Linked DNA regions of Mus musculus: region 2 is linked to region 1. The links are chromatin contacts, called in public HiChIP or PLAC-seq maps. All regions are on one chromosome and are shown on one strand. Each heading gives the region's core, a stretch centred on a gene start, on an enhancer-like site or on the middle of the called end of the contact. The rest is flanking DNA. Distances are from core to core; before and after follow the strand shown.

Evidence for each region. HiChIP or PLAC-seq counts read pairs in DNA pulled down with a chosen protein or histone mark.
Region 2: an H3K27ac HiChIP or PLAC-seq map of embryonic stem cells shows a contact between it and region 1, with 4 times the contacts expected there. The contact joins the promoter of Ctsz here to the enhancer-like site in region 1. A contact is called at or near these places in 1 of 39 promoter capture datasets (liver), 1 of 484 Hi-C or Micro-C datasets (the G1E-ER4 cell line), 2 of 115 datasets of contacts at active chromatin or transcription factors (embryonic stem cells and pancreatic cancer cells) and 1 of 9 other capture datasets (adipose tissue).

Annotation. Positions count from the first base shown.
Region 1 is chr2:173,752,927-173,759,857 of GRCm38.p6, reverse strand. The region is part of intron 1 of Vapb (vesicle-associated membrane protein, associated protein B and C); the gene reads right to left. Among named protein-coding and RNA genes, the nearest start is that of Vapb, 19 kb to the right of the region's middle. Within about 2 kb of position 2,222, at least 5 of the 459 cell types and tissues checked have an H3K27ac peak or open chromatin away from gene starts, as enhancers often do. A contact at or near this core is called in embryonic stem cells, where this site is marked.
Region 2 is chr2:174,436,442-174,442,998 of GRCm38.p6, reverse strand. Ctsz (cathepsin Z) reads left to right here and starts at 3,960. Exons shown (of 6, transcript NM_022325.5): 1 at 3,960-4,249; 2 at 4,671-4,834. The coding sequence starts at 4,101. It also overlaps the pseudogene Rpl30-ps5.

The DNA.
Region 1 (6,931 bases), core at 973-3,472:
CTGCATGCAGGCTGACTCATGGGAAGATAGGAAGGCTGATACCCCTTTACTTAAGGTGGGGATCACTTCAGTAAGCACAGGCTATAAAAAGGAGAGCTAAAAACAGCTCTGCTTTTCTAGGGCCAAAGACAGTGGTAAGCCCTACAAGCCTGCACGGGTACAACTCACAGGCATGAATTTCATAAACCAGCAAACCCTGCTCTGCAAATGTGGGTATTCAGGGAGTTCTAGGGGCAGGGGCGGGGCGGTGGGGGAGTCACTCATGAAAGGGCCCGTCTCCAGCATCAATAGGCCTATGGAAAAAAGGCCGGGCACAGTGTGTCATGCCTATTATCCTGAATTTGGGAAGGTGAAGGCAGGAAGATCAGAAGTTGAATGTCATCTTTTGGTACATGACAAGTTCTAAGCCAATCTACAATACAAAAATAAGCCCTGTCTACAAAAAACAAACAAACAAATAGGAAAATATACAGACTGATCATTGAGCCTCAAGTGCGGACATACTATTAGTTCAGGTATATAACATACCCACCACAGCATACAGACATCCCACCATGGAGAAGACAGAACACTTACTATGCCCACCACAGTTTCCAGTGTCTCTCCTTCGGCTCCCCATTAAGCTGGGGTGGGGAGCCCAGTTGTAGGCTTCACCAACGTCTTCTGGGATTCTATAAACATAAGCTAGATTCCACTGACTGAGCACGCTGTGGCAAGTTACCCAGGTCTGCCTATTATGTGGCAATATAAATGGTATTTCAATTTACATGAATCACATAAAAGATGGCCTAAATTATTAAAAGACAAGCAATATTGGTAGCAGTGAGTGGCATTTGTCCCCGAGCACCCCGCCTTGGGTCTGGTGCTCATCTGTAGACCTCTGGAGGGAGCTGTGCTGGAAATATATGCAGTGCAGACATGACTGGGAGAGCAGCAAAGTCTCATGGGTAAAAATCAAGGCATTTTGCAAAAGCAGGCCAATCCTCTTCGCCCCACTCTGGGCAATTTACTTCAAGAATTTTATTGAAAATAGATTCGATTTGAGTAATTACAGGAGATAAACCGTGTTAGTGCTTGCCTTTCCCCTGCACTAATGAATTAGAACACACAAAAACCTCAATAAAAATGATGGGAAGGCTTATGAGCATCATTCAGATTTTTCCTAGTCACTTTCATTTCATAAAACTGCCATTTCCATTAAAGCGTTATGTAAAAAATGGGATTTTATTCCACAAACATGCATATTTATCACCAATGAACTTAAACATTGCTTATAAAATACAGTCAATTTTACAAATGAAATCTTCAAAAGTTAAGTTTTTTTTTTCTTTTAAGAGATTGAAAAAAATGATTTGTGTCTCCAGAGTGGGAGCACATCTCATCCTTTAATTACTTTCTTCCATGTCCTCTATCCCTTGGTCCAGATATCTGTGTGAAATTAGAAACTCCACATCTCCCAGCAAGAATGAGCACAGAGCAGCAACCCCAACCTGGAGTAGATTCCCGATGTGTGTGAACATTCTCTTCTCCTATGGAACAGGCTGGATGGATTCCTCCTTCCCCTTGTTACAGCTGTGTGCACCTGCAAGCACTTACTAAGGACGATAGGATGCTCATAACCCAGCACTGACTACTAGAACATGAACCCCACTTGTTCTCGGGGGATCAGATCCAGGAAAGCAGGCCATAAACCACCCGCAGCCTCCCAGGCCCTGCCGCTTGCCTGTCTTCTTTAAATTACTTAAGAAAGGACTGAATTCCACCTGACGAAGAAAGCAAAGATCACAGACACAAAGAAACACGTGTATTTATAAAAGGCGACGGGGAGGACGGGTCTTGAGTTGCAGGTCACAGGACAAAAGCTCAGACTTAAAGCACTATCTTAAAGTTCAAGGGAGGAGGCTCCAGGTGCTGAAGTTCTCTCCAGAGACAATGAGATTCAAGCCAGGAACCAGTACCCGCATGTGTAATCCCAGAGGCTGAAGTAGAAGGACTGTGAGTTCAAGGTCAGCCTGAGCCACACAATGCACACCAGGAAATTCCAGGCTACAGAGTAAGATCCTGTCTCAAACAGAACAAAACAAAATAAGAAGACTAAATAAATTTACCAATCAAGAAATATCCAGGTAATACCTGAGTGTTTCCCCAGCTTCCCACGGACTGAACACTTTTGGTGACTGTTGCCCAGAGAGCATCATTAACATGGAACTCCTCCTGCTGGGGACTCCAAACACCAACTTCCCAAGACAGCGATGTTCACATTCAGCAACTACACAGGCCACAGTGAGAAGTCCAGGGGCTTGGGGCTCAGCCTGGGCCTTTCTCATCTGCAGAATTAAGTCTGTTTTAAGACTCTGCCTAATAAGTGGTAAGACTACATGATGGAAGAGGAAAAGAGAGCATTTTTCATTTTTAACACAGCAATTCAATCCTATTAGAAAGTAAAGATTGCCTTGTCTGGGCATGATGGCTACCTCTTCTTTCCCAGCTCTCAGGAGGTAGAGGCAAGTAGATCTCTGTGAGTGAGTTCAAGTCCAGTCTGGTCTACACAGCAAGTTCCAGCCACCCAAGGCTACATAGTGACACCCTGTTTCACAATGAATAAATCAATCAATCCTAAGTAAGACTCCCTGAAGGTAACATGGAAGGGAATCTAAATGATTTAGGTGACTTCTTAGGGAAACTAGCAAGGTGGAATTCAAGGAAGAATCAGTAATGAGCTGGACTTCATCAGAACTCAAAGCCTATGGGCTGGGCAGGGCTCTGAAGAAGGGGTGCCTAACACTCAAGAAACCCCAGAAACCCATCCCCAGCACTGAAAAAAATCAAATAAATAAAAATAGAAACATCTGCCCTGCTGAGGAATATTGCCCACAGGACGGAGGGACAAGAGCCACAGACCAGAAGGGCTGGTGTGAAAGATACACCCAATAACGGGTCATCTGCTGAACATATGGAGAACTCCTGAACAACAGCAAGGAAAATGCCACCTGGTTTAAAAACAGACAAAAGAGCTTCAGGCATCGCACTAAACAAGGTGAAATCACAACAAAGTGTCACCACTTCTTCTTTGTGTGGCTAAAGTCCAACGCTGAGCACCAAATGTGGGGCACACACAAGGCCACCAGACTTACATTGGTGCTGTGGAACATGGTCTATGCAGCCACTTTGAGGGACAGTCAAGTATTTTTTCCTTTTCTTTTTGTGATTCTATTCAAACTTGAACTGAGGGGCTCGCACACGCTAGACCAGCCTCTAACTCTGCGCTGTACCCTCAGCCCAGCTGGGTGCATTCTTTCTGGCATTCTCTCTTCATTCCCACACTGTAAATGAAGGGTTAACAGCCTCACCAGAACGATGTCCACCACAGAGGCAAAACAAAGTCCTTCAGAAGGAGAATACAATAAACTATGGAACATCTAGATGTAGATAATAGTAGTAGTAATATTAATATTAATAATAATAATATTAATAATAATAGAAGAAGGAGGAGGAGGAGGAGGAGGAGGAGGAGGAGAAGGAGAAGGAGAAGGAGAAGGAGAAGGAGAAGGAGAAGGAGAAGGAGAAGGAGAAGGAGAAGAAGAAGAAGAAGAAGAAGAAGAAGAAGAAGAAGAAGAAGAAGAAGAAGAAGCAGCAGCAGCAGAAGCAGCAGCAGCAGCAGCAGCAGCAGCAGCAGCAGCAGCATCCACAGAAAGGCATGGCAGGAACTCAAACTCATATTTTAAGTGACAGTCACCATGCCACCATGCAGTGTTCTGGAAAGGGCACAACTACAGAGAGGGCAAAAGGTCCTGGGCTGACAGTGAGCACCTGCCAGCCATCGGCAGACCCCAGGGTAGACAATGAGCTTCAGTGGGCAGCTGCTTTGTTGGGGGCTTCTTTTTCTGCACAATCTCCACAAGCCACCACCGTCTATAGAAAAGCTGTATTTTATAAGAGGAGCACGGGGCATGCTGGATCCACGTGTCCAGTGGATTCTGTTTCAAATGCACACAGGCGCAGGTGCACAGGGAAGAGTGGCTGACCCTCTGTTTGGTCTCTCTTCCTCTTCTAGAGCTCATGAAATCCTAGCTTATAAATATGCATCCTTCCTGTGTAATTTATCTCCTGGTGTGTTTTTGAGCCTTTGAAATTCACACCGCATGTACTACCACACAAGTTACACACCACCCTGACATGCAATAATCCGGGTCTCAGCCTTCCACACAGGGGCTTAAGTTATTAGCTTGGCTGCAGCTCCATACTGCACAAAAGGCTGCATCAGTTTCCTCTCCCATAAACCCTTCCCTCTCCATGACCCTACAAACAATAAGCGGCCACATTCACTTCAACCCTGCAGAGAGCCTTTGGGCAAAAGCAAAGACCTTTGATGGAGATTGCCAGGACAATAAATACAGTCCTTGAGGTCTGAATACAATAGCTTTTATACATAGGAAAATATATTAGAATTAGGAGACGCGGGCCTTCTAAAGTCCAATCTGCTGTTTATGTTTATCCCACCAGTCTGTTTTTACTGAATATCAAGCCCTGCTGCTTCTCCTACCTGACTGCAAGGCCTATATTTGTTTTACTACAATGGAAACAACAAATCACATGATTCTGCCTCTTGCTCACACTGGTGGTTTGCACTTAGAAAAGTTCCAGGAGCAGTAGAGCAGCTTAGCAAGGTTGGAAGAGGAGGGCCAGGCAGAGGACCCCAAGGCTGGAAGAGGGCCAGGCAGAGGACCCAAGGCTGAAAGAGAAGGGCCAGGCAGAGGACTCCAAAGCTGGAAGAGGGCCAGGCAGAGGACCCCAAGGCTGGAAGAGGGCCAGGTAGAGGACCCAAAGGCTGGAAGAGGAGGGCCAGGCAGAGGACCCCAAGGCTGGAAGAGGAGGGCCAGGCAGAGGACCCCAAGACTAGAAGAGAAGGGCCAGGCAAGGACTCCAAGACTAGAAGAGGAGGACCAGGCAGAGGACCCCAAGGCTGGAAGAGGAGGGCCAGGTAGAGGACCCCAAGGCTGGAAGAGGAGGGCCAGGCAGAGGACCCCAAGGCTGGAAGAGGAGGGCCAGGCAGAGGACCCCAAGGCTGGAAGAGGAGGGCCAGGCAGAGGACCCCAAGGCTGGAAGAGGAGGGCCAGGCAAGGGCCCAAGACTGGAAGAGGAGGGCCAGGCAGAGGACCCCAAGGCTGGAAGAGGAGGGCCAGGCAGAGGACCCCAAGACTGGAAGAGGAGGGCCAGGCAGAGGATCCCAAGGCTGGAAGAGGAGGGCCACACAGAGAACCCCAAGGCTGGAAGAGGAGGGCCAGGCAGAGGACCCCAAGACTGGAAGAGGAGGGCCAGGCAGAGGATCCCAAGGCTGGAAGAGGAGGGCCAGGCAGAGGACCCCAAGGCTGGAAGAGGAGGGCCAGGCTGGAAGAGGAGGGCCACACAGAGAACCCCAAGGCTGGAAGAGGAGGGCCAGGCAGAGGACCCCAAGACTGGAAGAGGAGGGCCAGGCAGAGGATCCCAAGGCTGGAAGAGGAGGGCCAGGCAGAGGACCCCAAGGCTGGAAGAGGAGGGCCAGGCAAGGACCCCAAGACTGGAAGAGGAGGGCCAGGCAAGGACTCCAAAACTAGAAGAGGAGGGCCACGCAGAGAACCCCAAGGCTGGAAGAGGGCCAGGCAGAGGACCCCAAGACTGGAAGAGGAGGGCCACGCAGAGAACCCCAAGGCTGGAAGAGGAGGGCCAGGCAGAGGACCCCAAGACTGGAAGAGGAGGGCCAGGCAGAGGATCCCAAGGCTGGAAGAGGAGGGCCAGGCAGAGGACCCCAAGACTGGAAGAGGAGGGCCAGGCAAGGACTCCAAAACTAGAAGAGGAGGGTCACGCAGAGAACCCCAAGGCTGGAAAAGGGCCAGGCAGAGGACCCCAAGACTGGAAGAGGAGGGCTAGGCAGAGGACCCCAAGGCTGGAAGAGGAGGGCCAGGTAAGGATCCCAAGGCTGGAAGAGGAGGGCCAGGCAAGGACCCCAAGGCTGGAAGAGGAGGGCCAGGCAGAGGACCCCAAGACTGGAAGAGGGCCAGGCAGAGGACCCCAAGGCTGGAAGAGGAGGGCCAGGCAAGGACTCCAAAACTAGAAGAGGAGGGCCAGGCAGAGGACCCCAAGACTGGAAGAGGAGGGCCAGGCAGAGGATCCCAAGGCTGGAAGAGGAGGGCCAGGCAGAGGACTCCAAGACTAGAAGAGGAGGGCCAGGCAGAGGACCCCAAGGCTGGAAGAGGAGGGCCAGGCAGAGGACCCCAAGGCTGGAAGAGGAGGGCCAGGCAGAGGACCCCAAGGCTGGAAGAGGAGGGCCAGGCAGAGGACCCTAAGGCTGGAAGAGGAGGGCCAGGCAGAGGACTCCAAGACTAGAAGAGGAGGGCCAGGTAAGGACCCCAAGGCTGGAAGAGTAGGGCCAGGCAGAGGATCCCAAGACTGGAAGAGGAGGGCCAGGCAGAGGATCCCAAGACTGGAAGAGGAGGGCCAGGCAGAGGACCCCAAAGGTAGAAGAGGAGGGCCAGGCAAGGACTTCAAGACTAGAAGAGGAGGGCCAGGCAGAGGACCCCAAGGCTGGAAGAGGGCCAGGCAGAGGACCCCAAGGCTGGAAGAGGGCCAGGCAGAGGACCCCAAGGCTGGAAGAGGAGGGCCAGGCAGAGGACCCCAAGGCTGGAAAAGGAGGGCCAGGCAGAGGACCCCAAGGCTGGAAGAGGAGGGCCAGGCAGAGGACCCCAAGACTGGAAGAGGAGGGCCAGGCAGAGGATCCCAAGGCTGGAAGAGGAGGGCCAGGCAGAGGACTCCAAGACTAGAAGAGGAGGGCCAGGCAGAGGACCCCAAGGCTGGAAGAGGAGGGCCAGGCAGAGGACTCCAAGACTAGAAGAGGAGGGCCAGGCAGAGGACCCCAAGGCTGGAAGAGGAGGGCCAGGCAGAGGACCCCAAGGCT
Region 2 (6,557 bases), core at 2,711-5,210, 680 kb before region 1:
GAATATTTAAAAAAAAAAAAAAAGCCCTCACGCTCAGATCTGCACCCAGGAGCTTCATGCTACGTTCTGGCATTTCTGGAAGCGCCATCTTCCCACATGTAAAATGGGGTAATAATATCTACCCGTCCCAGGGCAGGACAGGAGGAAGAATCAAAGCAGGACTAAGGTGCCTGCTCCAGCAAGGTGCCAAGCTGGGATGACTCACATTATCTCTGGGAACAGCCCAGGGCTGCCAGTTACTCAGGCAGAGAACCGTGTAGTGGTTTCCGGAAACATGCCCAGCTCACGAGCACCTGCTTCACTGCCCCAAGCCTGGGTGGCAGAGACACACGACTGCTCATAAAACACCTGCTGGAAGCGACGACATGTGTGTGAGCAGAGCCTGCAAGGCAGGAAGGTGCGGGCCCTGCCCTGACTCTTTCTTTCCAGGCCCAAAGTAGGAGATGAGTCACTGTGCCCAGAATGACCTCCCCGACACCTGACGTGGTGTCAAAAGGGGACACACCTTTCAGGCTGTGGCTCCATGCTGCCAGGCCATTGAGTCGGCTGCGGGGGGGGGGGGGGGGCCAGCCACCGGGATGAACTCAGCCTTCTGCACGAATGGGACCAGGGCAGAGATAGACCACATAATTTACACTTCCCGGGTCCTAGCAACCTTTACCCATGTGCCCTTCAGAGAAGCCCTTAGGACTGAGGTCCTTCAAGAACAGCAGCAGTAAATATTGGAATTTGCAACAGGACACACACACAAATACACACACACATCAAAAAAAAAAAAAAAAAAAAAAAAAAAAAAAAAAAAAAAAAAAAGACCCGTGAGAAGGGTGCCCCTTTAGCATGGACTTACAAAATTATAAAGCAGGGTTGCCAGTGGGGTCTTTAGAGCAGGGTGGTTAAATATTACTCCAGCAGCACTAAACTTCAATGTGAAGAGCCCTTGGCAGCTCGGCTATGCTGCCATCACAAGGGGCTGGAATAACATACAGAGAGTGAGTCATAGGCCCGTTTCTTTCTTGGCTTAAAAATCTTGGGCCCCCTTCCCCTCTCTCTAACCAACCTCTCTTCTCGCCACCTCCCATGCTCTGATAGGGAAGCCCAATGGGCTTCTGCTCACCCATCTTGGACAATGTGTACCTCACTAGCCCGTAATATCGTAACCCCTTCCCCCACTCCTTTAAGCAGCGTTTAGTGAGATTCATCAGATAAATGCTTCCTTGTGACAGTGCTTACAGAGCAAGACGACAGACGGGTGCCTTTTAGCCTTCACGACTTCCTGCGGGCCACGCAGATGACACTAAGGTCATCGCACCTGCTATGCAATTTTCTGAGCCTGGGAAAAAGTGAAGCCTCCTAAGCTCGTGGACCTACGAGACAGGGCCAGCGAGGGGAGGTCACATGCCCTCGTGGCATGCCCATCATATCTAAATAGCGTCTGAGTGTTTGCTGTGATGATGCCCAAACATGCTCACAGTACCCCAGGGTTGTCAACACCACATGGCCAGATGAAGATGGTAAGCTCCCTTGTAAACCATCGTGAGACATGAGCGTTCAGTCTGGGGCCCTCCTGTCTGCTGACTCCAGGAAGACTGTAAGCCCTGGAATGTGTGAGTGGACTTTGCACCATCAAGAAGACCCTGGCCTATCTTCCTTCCCCGGCCATCTTATCGGCTGATTTTGGTTGGGGGTTGTCCTGTACCTAAGGCATGAAGATGGTGGCTGCAAAGAAGATGAAAAAGTCTCTGGAGTTGATCAACTCTAGGTTCCAGCTTGTTATGAAAAGTGGAACGTATGTGCTGGGATACAAACAGACTCTGAAGATGATCAGACAAGGCAACGCAAAGTTGGCTGTCCTCACTAACAGCTGCCCAGCTTTGAGGAAATCTGAACTAGAATACTATGTCTAAAACTGCTAGAATATTGGCTAAAACTGGTGTCCATCAGTACAGTGGCACTAATATTGAACTGGGTACAGCGTGTGGAAAATACTACAGCGTATGCACACTGGCTATCATTGACCCAGGTGATTCTGATATTATTAGAAGCACGCCAGAACAGACTGGTGAGAAGTAAACAAGAAAGTTTTCCTTTAATAAAACTTTGCCAGAGAGCCTTAAAAAAAGAAGAAGAAGAAGAAGAAGAAGAAGAAGAAGAAGAAGAAGAAGAAGAAGAAGAAGAAGAAGAAGAAGAAGAAGAAGAAGAAGAAGAAGAAGAAGAAGAAAAGCCGCCCCTGGCTGGCTTCTGGGGGGGGGACGACAACCTCTGTTACTCACAAAATATTTTCAGCTCTTCCTTTCTTCCTTCTTTCCTTCCTTTCATTCATTTTAATTAATTAATTAGCTAATTAACTAATTCAGAAGTTGAGCACACAGACTGCCCTTCCAGAGGGCCAGAGCTCTGTTCTCAGCACCCACATCTATTGGCTCACAGCAGCTTCTAACTCCAGTTCCATGGTGCTGGGTATGCTCTTCCGGCCTCCAAGGACACCCAGACTCATGCACACATATAACATATAGGCACACATAGACGACACATTATTTAAAGTGTATATTTTGTTAATTTTAAAACTCCACTCATTCATTTGCTCGTTATCTGTGCCAGGGATTGAACTTGGGACCGTGAGCACACTGAGTACACACTCTCCCGATAAACGCTGCTGCCCTATTGTGCTCTTCACTAGACCTTGCCTGTGGGATGCCATAGAATCGCCAAGACCAATTGTCCCCTTCCTGCGAGAGAGAGCCCATGTGGAACCCACGTGGGAGGCGACACTCCCCCAGAGTGGACCGAAGGGCTCTAAGGTCAATGCATGGTCACTACTGGGGAGAACTGGCTTAGGGAACTCAGGTCTCTGCCTGGGCCTTGGGAGGCCCTCATTCCTACCAGGCTACTTACCACCCAGCAGAAGGGAGAGGTTGCCATGACCCCCCAGGATGAAAGATTTCAACATACAGATGCCAGTGTTCATTTGCCTCCGTGACTACTTTATAGCAACAGGGAACAAAACTCTTGCGTTGTTAAGGGTAGCCCCAAGTTTGCTTCTGAGGTCTTGTTCTGCTCTCTGACAGGAGGTATCCAGCAGGCTTTTGAGTCTTGTTGGAATCCTGGGTGATCTGGAAAGGCAGGCAGCAAGACAGCCATTATGATTTCTGACTGCCCCTATCCACAGACAGAGGAATGGCTGTAGCCCCACTGGCCATCGCGCATCAGGAATCTCACACCCACCACCTGGAGAGAGCCTGAGATAAAACACCAGGGGATGTTTCTTACAGAAGAAGAGATAGCTTTGTGGCCTGGGACTGCTGACAATAGCTCACGGGGCACAGGGGGAAGGGGAAATTCTCCCATTACGAAACCTAGGCTGGCCAGGTCCCACTTCTTTCTCAGTTCCTCATCTTGGAAGAGTCTGGTTAGCAGGGACCCTTTCCAGAACCCCAGGGACTCACGATATATGTGCCAAGTGAAAAAAAAGAAAAAAAAGAAAAAAGAAAAGAGTAATCCTGGAAGGATCCTTCTCTGTGAAGGAGAGCTGTCTCTTCAGGAAAAGCCTGGGTCTTGGGGGGTGGAGAGGAGGGGCTCAGAAAGCCAGGCTAGAGTCCAATGCTGGGTATGACCCACACCTTCTTCCAGCCTCAGGATATCTCTGTGCGCTCCTAGGGAGACCTAACCTAATGGGACACTGCACCACACTCCAGAGCAGAGAAACAAAAGAATCTGGGCTGAGTGGGCCAATGGAAGCCTGCTGAGCCCTACCCTGCTCCAGGATGCCTGGGTCTCTGAATAGTAAACTTAAGTTTTGCTGTCAGTCCGTGTTATCACAATGGCTGGTGGCACTGTCAGGTCTGGGGTCTGGTTGTGTGACCCCAGGTTCTGCTGATCCGGTTGTTTGATTCCTAGTGAGGCAGATTATCTCCTGGGGGCTGCCGAGCGGGGCGGGGCGGGGGCAGGAGCAGCGGGGAAGGCCCCGCCCTCGGGGTGTGTCCAACTTGGGCGCCTCCTAAAGGACCGGGCGGGGCGTCCCGAGCGCGTGGGCCTGCGGGTCGGGTCAAGAGGTCGAAGGTGCTGCGCGTGATCCAGGATCCGAATTGGCCCGGAGCAGGAGCATGGCGTCGTCGGGGTCGGTGCAGCAGCTGCCCCTGGTGCTGCTGATGTTGCTGTTGGCGAGTGCGGCACGGGCCAGACTCTACTTCCGCTCGGGCCAGACTTGCTACCATCCCATTCGCGGGGACCAGCTGGCTCTGCTGGGGCGCAGGTGGGCGCGGGGCTGTGCCTAGGGAGGAAAAGGGTCAACTTCTAGGCCAGGCGCGCACCCCCTGACACTTGGGACCTTGCCCCATCCTCCCTCATTAGGCCTGGGAAGCACAAATCCCATCCCTTCCTTTTGGGATGATTTTCACATCCGGGGAGCTCTGGGGTTTGCTGGTTTGGGCAGTTCTCGCCTCTACTGCCTTTGTTAGTGAGCATTAGCGTATTTCGGAGATGCTCTGTCACATTCAGCTTCCAATAGTCCTGGGTTCTGCTGGTGGCTCTTCTGGGTCAAGTTCTGAACCGACCACAGTTTGGGAAGAAGGCCAACAGGAGAAATGACTGGATTTGTGGCCCTGGTGGGGGTAGGGAGAGGGGAGGCCCTATGCGTTCCAGAGTTGGTTTCCATTGCCATGATGTCCTCCCAGGACTTATCCTCGGCCGCATGAGTACCTGTCCCCAGCGGATCTCCCCAAGAATTGGGACTGGAGAAATGTGAACGGTGTCAACTATGCCAGCGTCACCAGGAACCAGCACATCCCACAGTACTGTGGTTCCTGCTGGGCCCACGGCAGCACCAGTGCCATGGCAGGTAGGTGGCCTGGCGCTCCATGCTAAGCCTAGGGCAGGGCCAGTATCTTGGCCAGGTGGGTGGCTGCACTTCACCATCCAATCTACCTTTAGGTGAGCCATGATAGCCATAGCCCGGGGCTACAGGGGCCCATGGCCCTGTACCATGATTCAGACTTGGATTTCCCCTCAGCCAGAGTGAGGTGGCTGTGTCATTCTGGAGTTCTCTCCTGTGGGCCTACTAGGGCCTCTGTGGGACAGGCTTGGGCTGGAATCTGGTGACAAGTGGCTCCCAGGAACCTTCCCTTCCTCAGAACTTGTGACTTCAGCCATTGAGAACCATGGGACCGGTGTTGCAAAATCACTGAGTTCACAGTTGGTTTGTGGGGCGTGGAAGTGAAACTGCTTCTCAGTAGCAGCTGGCATTTGAGGTGAACATGTTCCCCAGTACGAAATGGCCCCCCCAGCTCTCTTCTTCGAACCTTAGCCTGGCCGCCCAAGAGTCAAGTAGAAGTTCATTCAGTAGGAAGAGAGAGGCCCCAGAGGGCTGCTGTGCCCTTCCTTGGTAGAGGAAGCAGGAGCCAGGGAGTGCCAATCTACCTGTAGCATGGAGATTCAGCTTTGCCATCCCCAGAGGTGGTTCCTGGAAACCAATGGGGAAGGGAGTCTCCTGCCTGGGAGTGGGACTCAGCCAGTGTCCTCTCTTGATTGGGTATCTTTTTGGCCAAGTCTGTTGTAGGTGGAGCCTAGGTTGAGGATTAAGAAAATGAAATTTCATTACTGAAATGGCAGTGCTCTTGCCCGTAGGGCTTATGTAGGTCTTGCCTGCCAGTTGGCTCTCAGTGCCCAGCCTAGGAAGCCTCTTTCAGGTCGGGAGACTGCGTTGTGAGATGGATGGCAGCTTCAGTTCAGCCCATCAGCCTGGACTCTCTTTTGAGGATGAGGGGTTCCTGTCTGAGGGCAGTCTGTACCCCAGCAGTAGCCAGGGGCAGATGTAGCTGTGGCCCCTCATAGAGCCACCTCTGAGGGCTGGGGCATACTGCTGACTTTTCAGAAAGAGGAAGAAAGAAAGAAGGTGGGCTGACAAGAGGTACTTACCAAGCAGGCAGGGGGTAAGGAGTGGGCAGCCATAGCAGAGGAGTAGAGCAAAGTCCGGGGCGCTTAGGAATGGTGTGGCCAGACTGCTGTTGGGGAAGCGAAAGGCCCCTCTCAGCAGAGCATAGTGTGGGGTGAGTGTGACATGGAGTGGGAAAGATCCTTGGGTCTCTGGATCGAGTTAAACGAGGAGGGTGTAGAACATTGCAGGATCAGGAGAGATGGCCAGAGGCTGTTGGGCCTACCCCTCTTGGGTGGGCACTAGGCCCTACCGAGGTTGTATCTTCCCAGTTGCTACAAGGCAGTGTCCTTGGGGAAAATGGCTGCTTCGTTCTTTTCTTCTTCTTCTTCTTCTTCATTTTTTTTTTTTTTTTTTTTTGGTTTTTCGAGACAGGGTTTCTCTGTGTAGCCCTGGCTGTCCTGGAACTCACTTTGTAGACCAGGCTGGCCTTGAACTCAGAAATCCGCCTGCCTCTGCCTCCCGAGTGCTGGGATTAAAGGCGTGCGCCACCACGCCCGGCTCCGTTCTTCTTAAGTCCCCGACATCTTCGTCAGTAGCAGTCAGAGCCTTGCTTCCTCTTTCGATGAGTAGACATCAGAGAGGACTTCCGTGGGGCCCTGGCCATTTGCCAGGGACAGAGCAGGAGACT